2 separate regions of the Anser cygnoides genome follow, and region 2 is linked to region 1. A link is a contact called in public Hi-C data. All regions are on one chromosome and are shown on one strand. The core of a region is the stretch at or near the end of the contact, and the rest is flanking DNA. Distances in the headings are between cores, read along the strand shown. Region 1 holds the start of COG6 (component of oligomeric golgi complex 6). Region 2 overlaps NHLRC3 (NHL repeat containing 3).

Region 1 (4,296 bases), core at 1,242-3,741:
CCTCCCTCCCTCCCTCCCTCCCTCCCTCCCTTCCTCCCTTCCTTCCTCAATTTGTTTTCTCATCTCTTCCCTCCTCCTTCTCTCCCTCCCCCAAAGATTCCTCAGTCTCTTCTATTACTCTTCTTTTAATGTATTTTTATTATTATTTTATTAATTTATTATTATTTTTTATATTTTTTTAATTTTTAATGTATTTTTACATTCTCTTCATCACAAAAATTCTCCTTTCTCACTGTCATTTGCTTATGATGACACTTAGGGCAAGAGCTATTCTCCCCTCTCTATATTTAAGGAAACATTCCCTTTATGTCGTGCTCTGTCACAAATCTTTTGCTACAGGGTGGGGAAATGCTAGGGAAATACTAGGGGCAGTAAAATACCAGCTCCGGCCACATCTTTGTCTGATCCCTGCCAATCTATCTATCCAGTGGATTTTTCTTCTTATTTAGCCTTTTGAGGAACAGATTCAGGTGACTACTGCAAATGCTTTTGTCTTTCCCTACAAAAGGCACACAGAACTCCAAGTGTTTGAAGATACAATTGCAATATTAGCTTGGGCTACTTAAACAACAGGTGGCATTCCACAGGAGTTGTTCCACAGGATAAAGTGTGCTCCTATCTGTACTGCACCAAATGTGTGTTCTGTGAACACTTTCACCATAATAAGGAACTGAGATAAGCGAATCAACGGAATACACTACGTACCAGACATTTCTTTGCTGACACCTGTAGTTTTGCTGCCATATCTAGCTTTAGTCAGGAAAATTATGCTTGCGTAAATTATGCACAATACACAAAGTGTCTTCTACTGGTACACAGAGACTGCTATCTGAAATCAAAGCACCCTCTGGCAGTTACAGATCACAAACGCCCAGTCATTTTATCCCATAATATTCATCTAGTTGACTTAACAGGAAACTATTTGCTGGTGGACAAGCAAGTCAGTAAGAATGCCACGTCAAAAGTTCCTTCATGACACTATGACATTTACTAGCCATGAGACAGCAGCTGAGTTTTAGGCAGTGATCTCATTGCATGATTACATTTGAATTTTTGTTTTTAAAAAAATACTTTACGAGGAAAAATCTAGCCTGCAAACATTATCCATATCAGAAAAAGAAAGGATTTATTTGTTTGTTATTGTCTTTGTAGATGCATCTAATATTCCTAAACACACACAGACACACACACAAAATATATATATATATACATATATAAAAGCCCTGGTGCCCTTATACAAATGCTTCTCTCAGTTATAGGAGATTAAAATGTGTTCCCTTGATTATTTATTTTTATTTTTCTTGGGGAACACATGCACAGATAAAAACATACTGTTTCAAAATCCTGTAGGTTACTGCCTTATCTAGAAGTAATCTGGCTCGTGAAACAAATTCATGAAAAAATACACTTCCATCAAGGAGCATCTGAAAGCAAAACTGGATGCTTTAAAAGACAGTACATGCACCAACTGACAGAGGAAAATGTTTGCGGTTCCTTATATGTCTGTGGTATAACTGGCTGGATGAGGCTTGGCAATGATCTTATCTTGACATTTGTGATTCAGATGTTCAAGTCCTTCTGAGTTCAAGGTGTGCCTTCGCTGTGTCAACTCATCCAACAGGTTAACAGCATTTGAATCTTTGTTCAGTCTGGTAGCAACATCCAATGTATAGTTGGGATGCGATCTTTATAATAATGGAGTTTTCTTTACATGCTTAAATATAATTGCTCACATCTGTGACAGCATGCACCTGTGACTGCATGCTGTTTTATCTCTTCATTTTAAGTCTAAAGCAGATTCCTGACATGGAGAAGGGAGATCCTGGCTCCTGGAAGCTTGGTCAGAAGTAAGGGACGTCTAGGAAGAGGTAAAACCGACAAAACAGGGCGGAGGAACAGAAGCTAAGGAGGGAAACGAGGTGTCTAAAAATACATGAAGATCTGTTTGCTGACTAGATACAAGAAGAAAATGACATGACAGGAAAAAAAAACAAACCTCTTAGTTAAAAACTGTTTCAGTAAATGATGAGCATAAGAACATGATGAACATAAGATCTCCCCATTTTGACATGCTTTTACTTTCATTTGGATTACTATAATAATAGCCCATTTCTTTTACATTTTTTTTTTATTTTTTTAAGTTATGCTCATTTACACAACAAGCATGAAATGAATACAGCCATGCGACCTCAGGAAGAGAATCTTTTTTCTTATCACAAATCCCAAACTTTTCCTTGTTCCCCTGGGAATCGCTCGTACCAGGGGTCGCGTATTTTGGTCTCATAACCAACCCGAGTGGTACCGAACCCCATTTCAGATACTAACAGAGTATGTTTGAAGGATTACGGATAGGTATTCCAGGAATGCAGTATGTAAGTAAAACAGGGAAATCTTTTACAATTCTAACTTTAAAAGGTTAATCTTTTAAAGCTCCTCGGTGGCCTCTGTGAGTCTGTGTCCCCTCCACACCCCCCGGACGGACTAAACTCGGCTCCCGCACTGCAAACTGCAGGATCCCGGGACCGTAGCCGGCACCACGCCCGTGGAACAGGCACGGGGTGAGTTTCTGCCTGTCTGTCCGTGTGTCTGTCTGTCACACGGCGCCAGCCTTGCCCCCTCGGGCCGGGCGGCCGCGGGAGGAACCAAAGGCCGGGGAGCGCGTTTCCCCGGGAGCCGCTCCGCCGCCGCACGCAGCCATGGCCGACACCGCTGCCCCGCCGCAGGTCGCAGCCCCGGCGGGCCCCGGCATCAACCCGCTGGCCCGCAAGCTCAACAAGATCCTGGAGACCCGGCTGGACAACGACAAGGTGGGGCGGCAGGCTCCGGCCCCGCCGCTGAGGGGGCAGAGGGGGCGGCAGGGCCGGGCCGGGCCGGGGGCCGCAGGGCCCCCGCGGGCTCTCCGAAGGGAGAAGCGAGCCCTGGCGTCCCCTCGGCTCCGTCCCAGGGGGGCAGGCAGGGGTCTGCAGCGGGAATTAGGAATAAAAGCCGGGTTTGGGCCTCCAGGGGTATGCCACGCATCTCTGCCCGTCCTGGGGACGTTGGCGCTGCGTAGTTCGGGTGGCACCGCTGAGGCTTTTCCTGATTTAGGTGTTTTGTAGTTATGCTTTAACCAACTATTAGCCTTCTGGTTAAAGCTGTTATAAAAAAAAAAAAAAAGTAGACAGTCTTATGTTATAACATATAAAAAGAAGAGAGACTCATCAGTTGTTTTAGGTATTTACCAAGTGGTCTATAGCATGTTTTGGTATTATTTTCTCTAAAACCATGTTCGCCAGAATGGGAGCCGGCAGTGTGCCCAGGTGGCCAGGAAGGCCAACAGCATCCTGGCTTGTATCGAATAGTGCAGCCAGCAGGAGCAGGGGGGTGATCGTCCCCCTCTGGTGAGGCCACACCTCGAGTGCTGTGTTCAGCTTTGGGCCCCTCACTACAAGAAGGACGTCGAGGCCCTGGAGCGTGTCCAGAGAAGGGCTACGAAGCTGGTGAAGGGCCTGGAGCACAAGTCCTGTGAGGAGCGGCTGAGGGAACTGGGGTTGTTTAGTCTGGAGAAGAGCAGGCTCAGGGGGAGAGACCTCATTGCTCTCTGCAACTACCGGCAACTACCTGAAAGGAAGGTGTGGGGAGCTGGGGGTCGGCCTCTTCTCACAGGTAACTAGTGATAGGACTAGAGGGAATGGCCTCAAGTTGTGCCAGGGGAGGTTCAGGTTGGAAATGAGGAGACATTTCTTCTCAGAAAGAGCAGTCAGGCACTGGGACGGGTTGCCCAGGGAGGTGGTGGAGTCACCGTCCCTGGGGGTGTTCAAGGAAAGGTTGGATGTGGTGCTCAGGGACATGGTTTAGTGGGTGACATTGGTAGTACAGGGATGGTTGGACCAGGTGACCTTGAAGGTCTTTTCCAACCTCAATGATTCTATAATTCTATATACTACTTTTTTCTCTAAAGCAGTGAACTTGGGTTGGCTGCAGACTATGCAATATGCTTCTTTATAACCTAGTGAAATGTTAATTTCATTTTCTCTTTTACTTCTTAGGAAATGCTGGAAGCACTCAAGGCTCTCTCAACCTTTTTTGTCGAAAATAGTTTGCGCACCCGAAGAAACTTGCGTGGAGACATTGAACGACGAAGCTTAGCCATAAATGAAGAATTTGTCCACATATTCAAGCAAGTTAAAGAGGTAGCAGTTTTACAGTTTGGCTAGCTATCTTGTTGGAGTACTGCTGCATAATTTTAAAAAAGAAAAAGGAGTTATGAGAAATTGTGATTTTTCCCAGACAAATATGCATTTACAATAAAAATGT
Region 2 (4,296 bases), core at 470-2,969, 310 kb before region 1:
GGGTTTCAGGCACATTGATTATTCCTCGTCACATCTCATCCTTATTTATTTTGTCTTTGTCACATCCATTTGAAACAGAACTAGAAACTCTCTGGGAACATGTTTCTGTTTTCTCTGAAGGAGTGGTGCACTTGTGGATGTTGACAAATAAGTTATACAAGTTTCTGTTTGCTGCATGGATGTCTTACCAAGTCTATGTTTATGTGGGCTTTTGCAGCCCCTAGAAATGGGGAATATTCATACAGTTTTGTCTGAATTTACTGAAATAGGCCACGGTGCCAAGAAATGCCTTACATTTGGAAATCGGGTATCTATGCTAAGAAGGGAAGTATATAGTATGAGATGCTCAGACTCCTTTTCACCTTAGTGTCTATGGCCAAACTGAGAAAGTGATTGATTTGTGCACTAACTTTCTAATTCTGTGAAGCTTTTCATATGTATCATTCTGAAACTGATCTCTGAAAGATTGTGTAATAGGATAACTTGGTAAAATAAATTGAGAATTTTCCATTGTAAAAGGTTTGGGCTCTTTATTAATATCAATACATTTTATTACAGTGGATTACTCTTCTAAATACAGGGTTCCCAGCACTTAAATGTTGATAACAGAAATTTTTAAATACCTTTTTAAAATGGAATCTAAAGTTCCATATTGTCTTTTTACATTGCTATTTCTGTGGCCCATCTCTTTTGTGTTCTGATTTGTGTATAAAAAAAAGCACAAATCTCTCCAAGATGTTTTCATCTGAATAATTTGTAAAATAGGGCGATAAATCACATAAGTACAAAACATTAAAAAAATAGATTGTATACCCTTTTTATGCTAATAGGGAAATTTAAAAACAAACTAGCAAATACTTCTTAATACAGAATCACATTTTATTTCCTGAGAAGACTTATGGAGCAATCTGTTTAGTTTTTAGAAGATCAGGGAGGGAATTCTCTTTAAGATAGAAATACTTGCACAAGAAGAAAAATAACATACTGCAGTGTTAACCAGGCAAAGAAGAAAGCATGACTGCCAGAACCCAAGAAATTCTGATTTTAGTTGAAGTATGCCAGTTTTTAAGTGTGAGAAATTATTGCTGGAGCAACAAAATAAATAAGAATACACCATATTTTGATGGCTTCAACTTTGGGAAGGAACTTTTTTTTTTTTTTCCTCAATTGATCTGGTCTTTGGGTGAGTGCCTGCATTGTTAATTGGATGACATTCCCAAAAAGTAAAAACAGATAGACCAGTCTTCTCTCCCTCTTCTAAGTTTCTAAGACCTATTAATACAATTCGGTTTAATTTTTCCCAGTGATGCTAACCAGACATATATTTTCTGTAATAGTCAGCAATGGATTTAACCACATCTGCCTGGTGAAAAACAACCCTGGATCACGTTTGTGCCAAGCAAGATCAGTTTGGTGAGGCTATCTCAGTTCAGAGCTGCAGGGGAGGGTGCATAGGGATGTATGTGGGTCTGCTTATTATTGTAAGTTCACTGCCTTCAGGTGGTTATTAACCTTTTTGAAACGTTAAGTGGTTAGTTATCTTAGTTGACACTTCCTTTCTCAACCATTTGTAACCTGAGAAACCTTTACGAGTGATCTACGAGCAAGTGAAGATTTGCTATCATTGAAGTTGCTTGGATAAACCATAAGAGGGCACCAAACGCTTGCTGATGCTTGGCAGTGTAACCATATACCAGCAAAGTAAACAGCTGATAATTTCTGAACATTTGGAGTAAGTCAACAAAGATAATGAATTGCTGCAGACTTCCTTTCTCTGTTCAACACAGACTGCTTTAAACATAAGCAAATAATTGTATTACAGTCATTTTGGTGTATTACTACTGGATTTATGTCCATCTTACGTTTATTTCCATTATTTTTCCTAGAAAAAATGAGTAATTCAGTGTCCAGAGACTGCTGTGTATGGTGAATTGATTCTTCTATTCCTTATGCCATTGATTTCAATGGAATTACTCCTGATACGTTGTGTTGGAAACATAATAATTCATAATAGTATAACTGTAGCAGCGTGATTATACAAAAGAGCAATGCTGGTGTGTTTCCCTACAGAGATGACCCCAAGTGAGATTAGAGCTAAGCTTACTGGAGCTGATTCACCAGTTTCATTCTGCTCCTCCTTTCTCTAAAACCCTCCTATGATTTTGTATTATTATTTTATTCTACTTTTTTTTGTTTGCATGTGCAAAAGCTATTTGCCAGCGGTTTGCATCAAAAAGTTTCAACACAGACTTTCCATTAGATAAATGTTTTGAAATATTTGAGTCTTTCAGAGTTCATAGAGCATCAGTCACTTTGCTTATATAAAATTTGAAAGTGGAAGCATATTAATTTTTGCATCTACGATGATTTGTTACTGAATTAAAACCCAAGCAACACTAATACAAATAAGATATGAACTTTGTCATAGGATCATGTTTTGAGGCTGAGGAAAATAAGTATGATTGTATAACTGGATCTGCAAAACAGAGGTTAATTAACTTTGTCAGTTACATCAGAAACAAGCCTGCTAACTTTTTTTTACAAACAAATTAAGACCTAAGAGCTCTTGAACAACTTAAGTCTGTATGTTTTAATCCTTCCCAGTGGACAATAAATGTAATCATTAAAAAAGGGGAAAGGCTTCACATTTCGTTTAGATTTGCTTGGCTTCAACCTCATGTTTTCTATTTTCAGCTATCTTAGAGACGTGGCTAATCCAGGAAATTTTTTTACTTATCCCCCATGGACTCATTTACAAGTGATGACTCAGTCATCTTTTGCCTCACTCCCTCTATAAAACCATACAGATCAGAAAGCTTGCCTTGCAGCAGGAAAACTGGTAAGGCTTTAATTTAAAAATGTTGCCATAGTACTTTATTATTATTATTATTTAAAAATCCAAAAGAATGCTCACTGCTTGCTAGGAAGTCTGGATATTAGACCTGCCAGCACTGAACCTCTCTTAGTTCTGTGTGCTCTGCAGGGCTATGTCCCCACAAATTGTTATGGCCTGAATTCTTAGCTCTCAGGACAGTACTAGTAGTTGTCAGATGCTTTGGATGACTAGATGGACAAGGTGGAAAGGCACCCTGCATTAAGAATAGACCAGAATAGGTACTAAATTTTTATCTGTGCTTGCCTGTGAAGACATTAGCAAAATTTCTATGCAGTAACATTTTTTGACACCATCTTTATCAGAGGGTCTGGTTGAAATACAGGTGTCATTAAGTGGCTTATTAAAACAAACTGATAAATTGCTAGCAAGTGTTCATTTCATTAAGGCTATTCAGCATTTTCAGAGGATTTCTGAAATGCCTACTTGCTCAGAACTGCCTTAGTACCAGGGGAAAGAAAACATTGCTAATATGGTTTAAGGAAAAAAAAAAAAACACAAACCAACCAAACAAAAAAGGCAACAAACCGACACACGTGTGTGAGGATTCTGGAGAGGACCACCTGAACTAACTAGCAGCTCTACTTCACCAATTCACAAAAATCATAATGAAAGAATAGATGTACCATGATATGCCAAAAAAAAAAAAAAAGTCACTTTTCACAGAAGACGTATTTTGCAAATCTGTTAAAGGTCGTTGGGAGAATCTCTGACTGTATCCTACTATGATGTCTGGTATCATCAGAATTTCATCATTTAAGGCATCTCCATGAACGTGCTTTCTTCCCTATAGCTGCTGCTCTGAAATAGTTTGGCTTCAGAGCTCTGTGAGGACGTGCAGTCTACCAGCACACAGAGGTGTGGTGGAGTATAAAGATGGATGAAGAGATGTGGTGTCCATCAGGTGGGCCATGCAGGAGGAAATGCTAGCTTGAAAGGAAGTTGACAGTTTGCAAATATCCTAAGGTTTTAGGGTTAAAGGCACTTTTCGAATAGAACATAGAGTTAGAAAGTCATTTTATTGGTCTTACTGAAAACTGGGCTAGTCCCTAGTCCCTCTTCTCTCATACTGAGGCCTCCTAAACATTGTATTTTTAATCAGAAGTGTTGACAAAGCTGATTGGAGCTGCCCTTATTGCAGTCCAGTCCAGCTTTTATGTTCTCTCCAAGTTTCATGCCCTGGCTGCCTGTGGCACCTGTCCATTGTACCAGATATGAAAAGCACTATATTGCTGTGTCAGGTAACAAAATTGCAAAAAAAAGTTAATTTTTTCTGTAACACAGCATACCCTTGGTCTGACATGAATGTGAGGTAGCACAAGCCTAGGCTAATTTTTATTCAAAGATCAGAGCTCTTGAAAAATCTGGGGCGTAAAATGGAGTTTTCTTTCAACCATTTTAGC

What was found. Hi-C and Micro-C count contacts between places; a contact is called where the count stands out from the background.
Region 2: a contact with region 1 is called in a Hi-C map of fetal liver, with 2.7 times the contacts expected there. The contact joins the enhancer-like site here to the promoter of COG6 in region 1. A contact is called at or near these places in 4 of 7 Hi-C or Micro-C datasets (fetal liver, granulosa cells and liver).

Annotation. Positions count from the first base shown.
Region 1 is chr1:184,922,962-184,927,257 of Taihu_goose_T2T_genome, reverse strand. COG6 (component of oligomeric golgi complex 6) reads left to right here and starts at 2,491. Exons shown (of 19, transcript XM_066989664.1): 1 at 2,491-2,807; 2 at 4,029-4,172. The coding sequence starts at 2,697.
Region 2 is chr1:185,232,289-185,236,584 of Taihu_goose_T2T_genome, reverse strand. NHLRC3 (NHL repeat containing 3) reads left to right here. Exons shown (of 7, transcript XM_048051352.2): 7 at 1-518. Among named protein-coding and RNA genes, the nearest start is that of PROSER1, 11 kb to the left of the region's middle. Within about 2 kb of position 1,719, at least 1 of the 3 cell types and tissues checked has open chromatin away from gene starts, as enhancers often do. A contact at or near this core is called in fetal liver, where this site is marked.